3 separate regions of the Mus musculus genome follow, and regions 2 and 3 are each linked to region 1. The links are chromatin contacts, called in public promoter capture Hi-C maps. All regions are on one chromosome and are shown on one strand. Each heading gives the region's core, a stretch centred on a gene start, on an enhancer-like site or on the middle of the called end of the contact. The rest is flanking DNA. Distances are from core to core; before and after follow the strand shown. Region 1 holds the start of Syf2 (SYF2 homolog, RNA splicing factor (S. cerevisiae)). Region 2 holds the start of Eloa (elongin A). Region 3 holds the start of Lypla2 (lysophospholipase 2).

Evidence for each region. Promoter capture Hi-C pulls out the DNA fragments that hold promoters and counts their contacts.
Region 2: a contact with region 1 is called in a promoter capture Hi-C map of liver, with 4 times the contacts expected there. The contact joins the promoter of Eloa here to the promoter of Syf2 in region 1. A contact is called at or near these places in 2 of 39 promoter capture datasets (hippocampal neurons and liver), 1 of 484 Hi-C or Micro-C datasets (B cells) and 1 of 9 other capture datasets (liver).
Region 3: a promoter capture Hi-C map of liver shows a contact between it and region 1, with 3 times the contacts expected there. The contact joins the promoter of Lypla2 here to the promoter of Syf2 in region 1. A contact is called at or near these places in 6 of 39 promoter capture datasets (cranial neural crest, erythroid cells, hippocampal neurons and 2 more), 1 of 484 Hi-C or Micro-C datasets (B cells), 3 of 115 datasets of contacts at active chromatin or transcription factors (embryonic stem cells, pancreatic cancer cells and thymic regulatory T cells) and 1 of 9 other capture datasets (liver).

What each region holds. Positions count from the first base shown.
Region 1 is chr4:134,929,226-134,933,564 of GRCm38.p6, reverse strand. Syf2 (SYF2 homolog, RNA splicing factor (S. cerevisiae)) reads right to left here and starts at 2,585. Exons shown (of 7, transcript NM_026780.3): 1 at 2,547-2,585; 2 at 2,281-2,385. The coding sequence starts at 2,570.
Region 2 is chr4:136,019,177-136,023,515 of GRCm38.p6, reverse strand. Eloa (elongin A) reads left to right here and starts at 1,867. Exons shown (of 11, transcript NM_013736.4): 1 at 1,867-1,965. The coding sequence starts at 1,891.
Region 3 is chr4:135,970,235-135,974,573 of GRCm38.p6, reverse strand. Lypla2 (lysophospholipase 2) reads left to right here and starts at 1,980. Exons shown (of 10, transcript NM_011942.1): 1 at 1,980-2,056; 2 at 3,609-3,714; 3 at 3,935-3,966; 4 at 4,055-4,120. The coding sequence starts at 3,637.

The sequences.
Region 1 (4,339 bases), core at 1,336-3,835:
GCCACCAGAGTCCATTAGTCTAAGGAAAATGTAAGTTAGATATCACATAGGCCACACACTGGTGACATCTGGTCCAGGAAGGCAAGCTCCCAGCTCCAGGCGCATGGGCTGTGGACAGCCTCTCTGTAAGTCAACATTTAAGCACAATAATTTACTATTAACTCTTTCTGAACAGAAATATTTGTGGGACTGGAGTTTTTGCTTAGCATGTGAATACTGGCTGTGAATGTTGGACTATGTGTGTGTGCTGTGTATATTCACATGTGTATGGACACACGTGTGCAGGTGTGCATGCATGTGAAGGCTAAGGACTGATGTTGGGCGTATCCTCAATTGATCTCTACCTTAAATATTGAGGCAAGGATGGCCACTTGAACTCAGAACTCAGTGTTTGCTAGTCAGCCTCATTACTCTGCTTGCTCCAGAGATCCTGTCTCTGCCTCCACAGTGCTGGGATAAAAGGCAGGCCACCACACCCACCCAGTATTTATTTATGTGTTCTAGGTGTCCGGACTCTGGCCTTTAGGATTTCTGCAGCAGGTGCTTGGTCCATGATCCCCAGCACGCAGAACAGTGGTGCTCAACCTGTGGGTCGTGACAAGGGTCACATATACGATACCCTACATACCAGATATTTACAGCAGCAAAACTACAGTTATGAAGCAGCAACAAAATAAATTTATTGTTGTGTGTCACCAGAGCATAAAGAAAGCTGAGAACCACTGTTTACATTGTAAATGTTCAGAGATGCACTGTCTCATTTGTTTGTTTTGTTTTATATTCTTGGAGGCTCAAAGGCCATGTTTTAGAAAAGGAAAAAAAATAGTTCTTTTGAGCCAGCAAGATGGCTCAATGGGTAAGGGTGACTGCTACATAGCCAGATGACATCAATCCCTGGAAAGGCCACATTATGGAAAGAGAAAACTGACTTACTCCTGTTGTCCTGTCATCTACATACACTCCATGACACTTGAGCACACATACATACAAAGCCACAAATACATTTTCTTATTTCTGTGTGTGCATGCGCATGCCTTAGCCTTGTGTGGAGCTCTGTGGACAACCCTGTGAAGACGGAAGTCAGTTCTCTCCCTCCTTCCACTTCTCCCTGAGTTTCAGGGGTCAAACTCAGGTGGCCAGGCTTGTACAAGGGCCTCTAACACTGAGTCATCTTGCCAGCCCAAGAAACACTTTATTCAAGACAGGGGCTGGACTGGGCACTTTAATCCCAGCACTTGGTAGTAGGCAGAGGCAGGAGGATTTCTGAGTTTGAGGCCAGCCTGGTCTGGTCTACAGAGTGAGTTCCAGGACAGCCAGGACTATACAGAGAAAAACCCTGTCTCAAAAAAAAAAGACAGGAGCTGGAGAGATAGCTCAGCAGGTAAGAGCACTGACTGCTCTTCCAAAGGTCCCAAGTTCAAATCCCAGCAACCATATGGTGGCTCACAACCACCTGTAATGGGATCTCACACTGTCTTCTAGTATGTCTGAAGACAGCTACAGAGTAATTTTTGTAATAAATAAATCTTTGGGCCGGAGAGAGCAGGGGTGACCAGAGCAAGCAGAGGTCCTAAATTCAATCCCCAAATACCACATAAAGGCTCACAACCATCTGTACAGCTACAGTGTACTCACATACATAAAATAAATAAATCTTTAAAAAAAAAAGAGATCAAGACAAAAACAAGTCAAGCAGGCTGAAAATCTTGGCAGGTGCTAGAAGGGAGACAGTAAGAAGATATAGCATGCCTTTTGAATTATAGTCCAAGAAAACAAGCAGGTTCAGAAAAAGGGTCAGATGACCAAGCAGTCACATAAAGAAGTGAGAGGGAGCTAGCTTCTGGGAAAGAATGCTAATGTTGAGAGTGACTCGCCAGCCATGCTTACGATTTGAGTAGACATCCAAACAAGAGATGGGAAATAAGTTATACTTTTTTGAGTCTGAACTCGGAGAAAAGGGAAAGTGTGTGCTCGCTGTTTTTAAGGTGAGAAAGGTCTGATTACTATTTCTAACCAATTATTTCCCTAGATGAAAAACGAAGAATCATGGAACAAGAGGAAAAACCTAAGGTACACCCGGTAATGTGGGTGTGGCCGGGTGGAGCAGGCGGGTGGGGCTTTTGACGTGTGTCAAAGCGATCTCAACCCGAGTCCAGACCCACCGGCGGGCGGAGATCTGGTCCCGGGGACGCCGGGTCCGGAGATCTGGTGCGTGGTGCGCCTTCCTCCTCCTGCTCCTCCAGCCCTACTGCCAGCCTGGCCCGCAGCCCCGCCACTCACCCGCTTCAGATGCAGCTCACGGAACTTGCGTAGTCTCTGCTCCCGCTTCTGCGCCGCCAGCTCCTCGGCCGCCAAGGGCCTGGCTTCCGCGCCATCCGCGGGGACCTGCGATCATAACCGGCTTCAGGCTCGGCGTCTGCCAGGGGCCACGGCCCAGGCCTGGGCCCGGCACCCTGGTCTCCCCGGGAGCCGCACCCGGATCCCACCCATGTCCTCAGCCCCGGCGTCTCCCGGACTGACACCTACGCGAAGCCGGTGATACTCACCACAACTTCAGTCACAGCCGCCATTACAGCCTTCTCTCTACTTCCGTCAACAACGCTGAGCACTTCCGGCGGCCTCTGGCCCGCGGCCCAGACTCAAGCCTTCCCGATGGCGTCAGTTTCTTCCGGCCTCTCACGCTCCTTTTAGTGGGAGGGACTGACGCGTGGTATGGCTATGCGCAGGCGCAAACGGGGCGGGGCGGGGGCGGGGCCCGGGAGGGACGACAAGGATGAGGAAGTGCTCCGAACCTGTCACCACATAGAATGGGACGCCTGGTTGGGGACTGCGTATCCTGTCACCAGCTCTAAAGAACCTTGTCTCTCTTGAATTTAATCCGCATTAAGTCCCTTCCATAGAGTAGATAATTTGCTGATGTTACTAACTGTAGAAGAGCAGGGCGGGCCCCATATCGTTCACTCTCACATTCCAGCACCAGAGCAACTACTAAGGTCACTAAGATAATTCGGGAATAAGACAGGGATATATGAAACGTGTACCTTTCAAAATCGACGACTAATTAATTTTAGAAATGAAAAAGCCATCCCACGTGTAAAAATAGCTGGGTACAAATCGGCTGTGGTGGCATTCTCCTAGCGTCTCAGCCGGTGGAGGCAGGAGAATATCAAGTATGAGGCTTGCCAAGGCTACACAGTGACTTCTAGGCTAGCCAGTGCTATAAGACATGGGATATCTAAAAGCTTAAGCACTGGCAAGAAAAAAATGTAAACTGTGGGCAATTCTCTTTTGAGTCCCCCTCCCCTGTAGGAAGCTACTTCTCAAGCTTAATAAAACTTGGCTTGCGCCTGGCAGTGGTGGCACACACCTTTAATCCCAGCACTTGGGAGGCAGAGGCAGGCGGATTTCTGAGTTCGAGGCCAGCCTGGTCTACAAAGTGAGTTTCAGGGCAGCCAGCCAGGGCTACACAGAGAAACCCTGTCTCGAAAAACCAAAAAAAAGAAAGAAAAAGAAAGGAAGGAAGGAAGGAAGAAAGAAAGGAAGGAAAAGAAAAGAAAAATCCTGTCTCTGGATTAAAAGAAATGAGTGAGTTACTTGGCTGGAAGAAGTGAGGCAGGTGAGTTGAGTCTAACTAGCACACAAAATCCCCACAAATCAAATGGAAGGCAATACATACCTCTAAATGAGGAAGTTACAGCCGGCCTATTTCTTTTTTTATGTATGGGGTTTTAGCCTGCATCCATATATGCACCACCTGCATGCCTGGTGCCGACGGAGGTCAGACTAGAGTTATGGTGGTCCTGAGCCACCATGTGGGTTCTGGGATGGAAACATCTTTCCACTACAGCCAGTGCTCTTACCTACTGAGCCATCTCTCCAGTCTGTGCATTTCAGTGTAGCAGCCAGGCTTTGAATCTACTGGGACTAGTTTCAGGCAGTTGATAAAATGTGTGCCAGGAACCAAACTCGGTGCCTCTTACAAGAGCAGCCCACACTCAACCACTGAGCCATCTCCATCCTGTGATTATCTTCTCATGTCAGAGATGTTTCATTTCTATAATTGCAATTTTATATGTAAACTAGCATATACTCAATATGCCTTGACAAATCTGTCACCACCTTCAGTTGCTGTCACTGTCGTCCTCTGAATCACTTTTAATATGTCTTTGTTTCTTGAGTCTCCCTATACTGTCTGCCCGTCCTGGAACTCACTGAAGACCATCCTGGTCTTGAATTCAGAGATCCTACTGCCTCTCGTGGGATGAAATACCTGTGCCCTCATTAGCCTCAGCTAATCTTCATTTTCTGATCCTGACTGCTACCTCCAGAGTTCTGGGAT
Region 2 (4,339 bases), core at 618-3,117, 1.1 Mb before region 1:
TTTCTTCATTCCTTTCTTGTTTCCCTTCTTTTCTTATATTCCATTTAATGTGTGTGTGTGTGTGTGTGTGTGTGTGTGTGAGAGAGAGAGAGAGAGAGAGAGAGAGAGAGAGAGAGAGAGAGATTCATATGTGCCAGAATGCCAGGATGAGTGTGCAGAGGTCAGAGGATAGCCAATTCTCTCCTCCCACCTTTAGGATGGTCCCAAGGATAAAATTCAGCCATCAGCCAATTATCTGGTAAGCTCTTTAGCCACTGAGCCATCTCTCTGGACTCTATGTTTATAAAGTTTTATTTTTAGGGGGATGGTTTTTGGCCTGGATGTCAATTGGTTTAATCCAAGCACTCCGAGGCGGAGGCGGAGGCGGAGGCGGAGGCGGAGGCGGAGGCGGAGGCGGAGGCAGGTGGATTGTTGTGAATTGGAGGCAGGCCAAGGCTATATAGCTCAGGCTATATAACTAGTTCCAGGGTAGCCAAGGCTACCTACTGAGACAATGCCTCAACATTTATTCTTTCTTATTTAAAAGATTTATTTTTGGCATTCACCTTTAATCCCAGCACTTGGGAGGCAGAGGCAGGTGGATTTCTGAGTTCAAGGCCAGCCTGGTCTACAAAGTGAGTTCCAGGACAGCCAGGGATATACAGGTTTTTTGAGACAGGGTTTCTCTGTGTAACTCTGGTTGTCCTGGAACTCCCTCTGTAGACCAGGCTGGCCTTGAACTCAGAAATCCACCTGCCTCTGCCTCCCAAGTGCTGGGATTAAAGGCATGCATCACCACTGCCTGGCTCTTTTCTTTTCTTTTTTTCTTTTTTGGTTTTTCGAGACAGGGTTTCTCTGTATAGCCCTGGCTGTCCTGGAATTCACTTTGTAGACCAGGCTGGCCTTGAACTCAGAAATCCTCCTGCCTCTACCTCCCGAGTGCTGGGATTAAAGGCGTGCACCACCACGCCCAGCGGCTCTTTTCTGACAGAATCTCATGTAGTTCAGTTTGGTTTTTAATATATTATGACTTTTTATTCATTATGATTTAATTTATTTTTAAATGGAGCCAGGTGGTGGTGGCATACAACTTTAATCCTGGCCCTTAGGACGTAGAGGCAGGTGGATCTCTGTGAGTTTAAGGCTAGCTTCGTCTACAGAGTGAGTTCCAGGACCTCCAAGGCTACACATAGAAATCCTTTTTGAGAAAAGAAATAAAAAGAAAGAGAGAAAGAAAGAAAGGAAAGAAAGAAAGAAAAGAAAAGAATGTCACATGAACAGTCTAATAAAAGGGGCTGCTCTCTGATTTTGCAGACAAGGTGGTTAATAATGTGTTATTATTTTTATTTCTAGTGTTTCAAATTGCCTTGAAACCAGACAGCCTGGATTGCTTTCCCAAAATTACAATACCGTTAAGTTACTTTAAAATTACACGATTTCTTTTATTGCGAGGGTGTGTCACAGCTTGCAGGTGGAAGTCAGATAATTTACCTGAGTCAGTTCTTTCCTTCCACTCCAAGGGTCCCTGGAGCCGCGTCGGACCCTGATCACTGACTCCACCCACCCTTAGGCGAAAACGAGCGTATGACTGGAAAGGCGGTGCGTGAGAGTTAAAGCCAGAGTTTGGCTTGCAGAATACAGGCTTGGGGGCGTGGCTGGTTGCGTGGCTCTGGGTTGGGCGTGTCGGGGGCGTGACCTGTGCTGTATTCGACAGATCGCCGTGATATAGTGGGCGTGGTCTGGCGCGGGGGCGGGTCCTGAGGCCTTCCACACATACACACACCCCCAGCGGAGGCCCGGAAGGGACCATTCGCGCTTCCGTCTCCGCCGGGCCCTCACGGAGGGCGGAGTTGCGGCCCGAGGACGCGACGCGAGCCCAGTTCCGGCGAGGAGGCCGCGCCAGTGACAGCGATGGCGGCGGAGTCGGCGCTCCAAGTTGTGGAGAAGCTCCAGGCGCGCCTGGCTGCGAACCCGGACCCCAAGAAGGTGAGCGGCGGGCGGGCGGGCGGCGCGGGCGGGCGTTGGGCGCGGCGCGGGCCCTGTAACGGTCGCGGGCAGGGCGCAGTGGGGTTCTCCTCCGACCCGGAGCCAGGCCCCACGGAGCGGCGCGGGGCAGTGGGGAGTTCGCGGCCGGCGGGCGCACCCCGGCTGGGGGCTGAGGACTGGAGGGGCGGCCGGGCCTTGCGGCTCTCCCCGGGGTTCGGGCAGCCGCGCCAGCTGTTTCCCCGTTGCAGCCGAGCGACTCCGTCCGCTGCTTGGGGGTCCTGCGGCTCGAGGACCCCTGTGCTGTACCCTGCCCTTTAGCCGAGAAAACGGGGAACGCCTTGGGGTTTTTCGAGCTCTGCTCCTGGAGCTCGGGTCCTGGATGAGGGCGTGAGCGTGTTAACTCCGCTCTGACATACTGGAAGGTGGGACCAGGCTGTGATGAGCAACCATGTTTAATTGCACTTAACTACTTTGTTGCTCCTTTTTAGAAACTGTTACTTTTTAAATACATTGTATCCCCTCGCGGTCCCCCGGGTGTCTAGGCTTCTCTGAGCTCTACGAAGAGGGTATGGTGGGAATTAGAATCGTTTTCACTGTAGTCTCTAGCCGAAAACACCAAAGGGTGTGACATGGCTTGTCAGCATTCTAGCCTGGGCCTGAGGTTCCTAAAAGGTGAAGTGTCCAGCGAGCTGAGTGGAAGAGGAAGTGGTGGAGGGAGACAGCGAGCGGACTTACACATGCAATCTAGGTTCCTAGCCAGCACCAGCTCGGGACTTTGGAGGAGTTCTCTGCTCGACCTGTCCCTTCTCTAGTTTCTTCCTGAAATACCAGCTAGACCCAAGTGCTCTTTATAAGTGTTAATCACCATCAGAATTTCCAGTCAGGGACCCCATTCACTCTTCTTGTTCCTAGTTGGGTCACTACCTCTCAACCTCCGGGCCACTTTTTAACTACCCTCCTTTAGCTCAGAGATACACTTCTTCAGAAGCTGTTGTTATAAGTCAGCGAAAACGTAAATGTTTCAATTGTCTTGTGTTTTACTTTCTTTGGAGGCCTTGGGGACCTTTGGTCAGACATATTTACAAGTTCTTTTTACAATAACCCTTTGTGGGCATCTAATAAATGGTCATTATTTCCAAGTCCCAGATTGTCTTTCTGAACACTATAAGATTTGTGACTGACCTTAAAGTAACCACCCTCATTTTGTTGTTTCTGCCATCAGGTTAAAAAAAATAAAAATCCTCCATGTAATATAATATCTGTAGGGTTTTTTTCCCCCATTAGAATTTAAATTTTGGAATGGTCTATTTGTGCATGAAATGTCAAGTTAGAAAAAGGTTAAGTAAATTTTCTTAAACTCCTAATAATTATTTAAAAGGGTGTTTGGTGGTTTTTGTTGTTGTTGTGTTTGGTGTTATTGGCAGGGACTCATATGCTAACACTAGTAGGCAAGGCCTCTACCTCTGACAGCCCTAATTTGGCTTTTCATTTCCCAGAGAGAAAATTACCTTGGGGCTGGGGATGTATTTCAGTAGCAGCTATGTGAGCTCTTGGCTTCTGTACCCACTGGGGAGGGAGAACTGAATGTGTTGTGAAGAGAGAGGTGAGGAAACTGTTGAGAGACCCCTGTGCAAAGGACCTGAAACGTTGATATTCAGAAACACGCTGACTGCAAAGAGAAAATTGCAAGCCTGCACGCTGGCTTTCCAACCTCCTTTTAACATAGCAAGCTCTCACAGGTTTGTGAAGTGGCAAGATGATTATAGAGCAGTATTGAATTTGCAACCAAATCTTGCTTCCAGACCATTATTAGCCAAAAGGCTGATTCCACACCTGTGTTTTTGGGATTCCTGCTATTGGATTTTGGTGTTTTAAGTGTAAATTAACTATGTATTCACTCTGCCTTCATCTAGCCTCTAGGCTCACTTGTTAGAGACCTTACTGGGAGATGACTTAGCTTTTGCTCCTATCACTGGATTGGAAACAATTTTCATGACAGATAAAGTTAGCAGTCCTTTATCAGGTTTTGAGTGTAAAAACTATGAAGCCCATAGATTGGTGGTAGGTGGAGAATGAGGGGGTCACTGCTGGGAACTGGTTAGCTCTAAGACTGGAAGTGGAGAACCCAAGATTCCTATGTATGGGACTGTGTAAACTTTTGTTATTTCTGTCATCTGCTACCAGTTTTTGCTGGGCTACGTTGGGTTGACAGCGCTGGTTTCCATCTACTTGAGGATATCCATAGTCCTCTCTGCTTGTTGTTGCTTCATTCTTGGAAGTCACTGACTGAAAACTGGGGATGGTGAAGTCTTTTTCTCTTATATTGGGCTAAATCAGCTTGAACATCTCAAGAGTTTTCATTGTGTCTGCTAGA
Region 3 (4,339 bases), core at 731-3,230, 1.0 Mb before region 1:
TTCTGGTGTGTCTGCAGACAGCAACAGTGTACTTAAATATAAATAAATCTAAGGCCCTGTGGGTAAAGTGTTTGCTGCTCAAGCCTGACAAGAATTCCCAGAATCAGGCTGAGAAGCCACAGGACACTGCACATGTCTGTGATCGCAGTGAGCTAGGCAGACAGGACATTGCCCTCAAGCCCTCGGGCCAGCTTGGCTGGAGTACACAATACAACAGCAAACCAGAGACTGCCTCAATAACCGAGTGCTGGGCGTGGTGGTCCACACCTTTATTCCTAGTCCTTGAGTGGCAGAGTTGGTACATCTCTGTATGCTGAAGGCCAGTCTGGTCTATGTAGCCAGCTCTGAGGACTGATGTCTTGAGTTCGTACTCTGACGTGTGCTCAAAACATGGATGCATGTCATTCACACGCAACACCCAACACATTACAATACTAGCTCATTTGTTCCACTAGCTCATTTGTAGCTCACAGGTAGCTCCTGGAACTGAGCCTGAAGATTGGAAGCGTCACTTGCCACTGTGGCTCATGTGAAGAAAGTACAGGGGCTGTATTCATCCACGGACCAACCCAGCAGGGTTCTGCAGGCACTGGGGCTGGTTAGCTGTGTTGCTTTCTTCTCGGTTTTTATTCCTCTTTCTTTTGTGATATCCGTTTCTAGGTCTTTGGCTTGCTGTGGTCCCTTGATCTCCATATTCTAAGCACCATCCCATGACCTGAATACAAGAACAAGCTGCTTCTCTGTCAGGAGGGAGGTGTTTTTGTTGATTGCCCAAGCTTGTATTGCTTTGGGTTCGCAGGGTGGGAAAAAAACAAAACCAAACAAAAAAACTAGTGTAGGTTAATCTGGAAGTCCTCTGCAGCTGAGGGGACCCCTGTGACTCATTTCCTGTTTTCTGGTCCCTAAAGGTTCTCTACAATTCAGTCCTTCAATTCAGCTTGTCTCTCAGCCTGGACTCCAAGTCCAATTTTCACTTTACCAGTGTGACTCAGTGGTGACCAAATGAAGCCCTTTTGTTCTTAGCTCACAGCTGGTGGCATTTTGTGCAGCCTGCAAGGCATCACTTGTCAAGGACAGTGCCGAGCCAACCCTGCCAGTGTGTCAGTATCCTGATACGGCCTACGGACTTTCCCAGGGTCCTTCTTCAAGTGGGTAAGGCCTCTCACACTGTGATTTTAGTGTTCAAAGCAAGTTTACGTGGCCTCCTTGAAGCTTAACAGCAAAGTGATGAAATAGCAGGTGGTTATTATCATTTTATAGCTGAGGAAGCCGGTCAGGAAAGAGAGATCACAGTGTAATCTTGAGGTCGATATATATTTACTTCCTTCCCCAAGCCTTAGCTTCCTCATCTTTAAAGATAAGAGTGGAGGACGGGGTGAACTCAGGTCTTTTCAGGTCAGGGTGTATAATGCTACAGCTTGAGAAACAGTATGGAGGGTAAACAAGAAGCAAGACGAATAAAGAGACAAATCTAAAGTACGACAGGAGACGTGTGGCTAAAAGCATTCACCAGTTTTGAGAGGGAAGCCAATCTCTGAGACTTCACAGAGTTCCACTAAAGTAACCATTTCACTACCTAAGCATACGATACTGCGCACTGGAGACCTAAGCAGTGAACTGTATCTTAATGAAACAAGACAGTGGGGAACATCCAAGACCACACCTGGAAGTGCACCCTGCTCCACGGGGATGGGAAGACGGCTAACTTTATGCTAAACAATACTGAGGAATGCCTCTCCTCCAGGACGCAGGTCCACCAGGAGGGCTTAGCTGGTAGGACATCTGGGAATCCAGTGCCATGTCCAGACGCTGTAGGTGGCAGCGTCGCATCACAGGGAGTGGTCCCACTGTGGGCAACATGGCAGCTTCTACCTGGAAAGCCGGACTCGCTTCCGGGTTCCGTACTGCTGGCCGGGCTACTTCCGGCAGCAGGATGGCTGGGTTCCCGGGACTGGAACGGAAGTTCCGGCGGGGGCGGCCGAGGGGGAAGAGTGTGTGCCTGTGCGGGAGAAAGGGGAGAATCGCCCGAACGGTCTCGGAAGCCACTGGGAGTGAGGTATCCAGGCGTTCGCTCAGCGAGGCTGCGAGGGTCCCGGGGTGGCGGTGGGGAGTGGCCGGAGGGCGCTGTCCAGTCCCGGGACGGCCGGGCCAGGGGCTGCGCGCGTGGCGGGAGAGCGGCTGCGCGCTGGGCAGTGGGAGACCCCATTGTGGGGCGGAGGCTTTCCAGGGTCAATGCCCCTTTGTGGGCAGGTGCGAGCCGTGGGGCAAGGCAGCAAATGCCACCGTAGGGATGTGATGACCCTGGCTCAGAACCCAAGTTCCCACTGTGGAGAATGGGAGACGACGGTCATCCTTTGGAGAGTGGGAGCCGGGTGGAGTGGGAGTCCCCAGAGCTTAGAAGGAAGGGGATCCTAGCTTAGGGTGTCAGGTGCATTCCCTGTGGAAAGAGGAACCCCAGAGTCAGAGGTGTGGAAAGATGCTATGTGATCATCCTACCGTGAGGAGGGGCAGTCAGGGTCAGAGCTGGAAGGTGGGAGCCAGCGGGAGGGCGGGGCGCCCTTAAGACACTTCAGAGGCAGGTAGCACAAGCTTCCGGAGTTTGGAGGATGCTAAGGATGGGGAGGGGCCAGGCAGCCTGATATTCTTTTGTGTTGGGAGTCCCAACACCTGTTCATTTGGGGACCCGTTTGGAGTCAGTGACAGCAGCAACAGCAGGTAGCCTTGTGGAACTGGGAAAGCTTAGAGCACCAGTTTTTGGTAGAAGATGGCAGAAAGGAGTTTGGCTCTCATGGGACATGGGTGGCTTCCAGAGGCCTCGGGAATTTCTTACTGAGCCAGACAGCTGAGAAGACTGGATAGGGGCTGGATAGGAGGGGAGGAGAGGGAAGATGGATAAGATGGGATGTGGGTGGGACTGAAAGCCTGTTTCCAGCGGTTTTCCTCCAGCTCTCTCTAGGGGCAGGACTCAGGGAAGGGGAATTCCAGGAAAGGGACACCTGAGACCTTGGAAAGATGCAGTTAGCCTTCGGAGACATAGGGGGAAGGCTACAGGGACCACCCTGCCTTCCCTTGCCCCTACACTTCCAACCCCTAAACCCAGTGCCAGCCCACCTGTACCATGCTTAGGCTTTGGGATTGGGTCAGAAACCAGGCGTGCCAGTTCTAGACCAAGTTCTCCTTCTCAGCCTTGGGATGGAGACTTCTTTCTTTCCTTTCTTCCTTCCTTCCTTTCTTTCTTTCTTTTTTTAATTATTTGGTTTTATGCACTTTGGTGTTGTGTCTGCATGTATGGCTGTATGAGGATGTCAGATCCCCTGGAACTGGAGTTACAGACAGTTGCGAGCTGCCATGTGGGTGCTGGGAATTGAACCCTGGTTCTCTGGAAGAGCAGCCAAGGCTCTTAACCGCTGAACCATCTCTCTCCGGTTCCCTGGGGCCAACTTTCTACCCCTCTGCCTGAGATTTCTTTCTGCCTTTACTTTCTCTCTGCTCAGAATCAAACCCCTGTTACTGCCCAAGGCTGAAGGCCTCCGGGCGGGCTTCTTAAACCAGGAAGGCTTCTCTCCCCTGGCTTTGCTTCTAATCTACGACTACCTTCTCTTGTGTAGGCCCAGCCTGCAGGAAGCCCTGCAGTGTATGTGTGGTAACACCATGTCTGTGCCCCTGCTCACCGACGCAGCCACCGTGTCTGGAGCTGAGCGGGAAACGGCCGCGGTAAGGGGCCAGCCAGGTGGTGGGTGACGGCTGGCTTTGGGCAATGTGGGAAACATGGAGGAGGCTATATGAGAAGGGTTTAGCCTGAAGCTAGAAGGGTTAATCATCTGTTGGCTCCCACCCCGGATCCTCTGGGTCTGAGGGGCTGGGGGAGTGGTAAGCTGGAGTGGGAGGTCTAAGGGGGACCTGCCTGTCTCATTTCTGACTGTTTTTTTCCCAGGTTATTTTTTTACATGGACTTGGAGACACAGGGTGAGTGAGCTGAGGGGCGGCCGTTCCTTCATTGGGTAGAGCTGGAGGGCCTTTGTCCTACACCATCGTCTCTTCTTCCTTCCCACAGGCACAGCTGGGCTGACGCCCTCTCCACCATCCGGCTTCCTCATGTCAAGTACATCTGTCCCCATGCGTGAGTGTCACCCCAGCTAGAGAGGAGTGTCAGGGGCGGGGGTTGTCCTCTGGTCCTAGACCTGTTGTCTTCATCAGCTGCCTCCTGGGGCTTGGGCTCGGAGCAGTCTGGCCATATCAGTCCTGGCTCTAGAAGCCCTAGGAATGGGCTCTAGTTCTGCTTCTCCCCGAGAAGCTCCCTCGACCCAAGACCTCCTAAAAGGAGCCTTTCCCCAAGTAC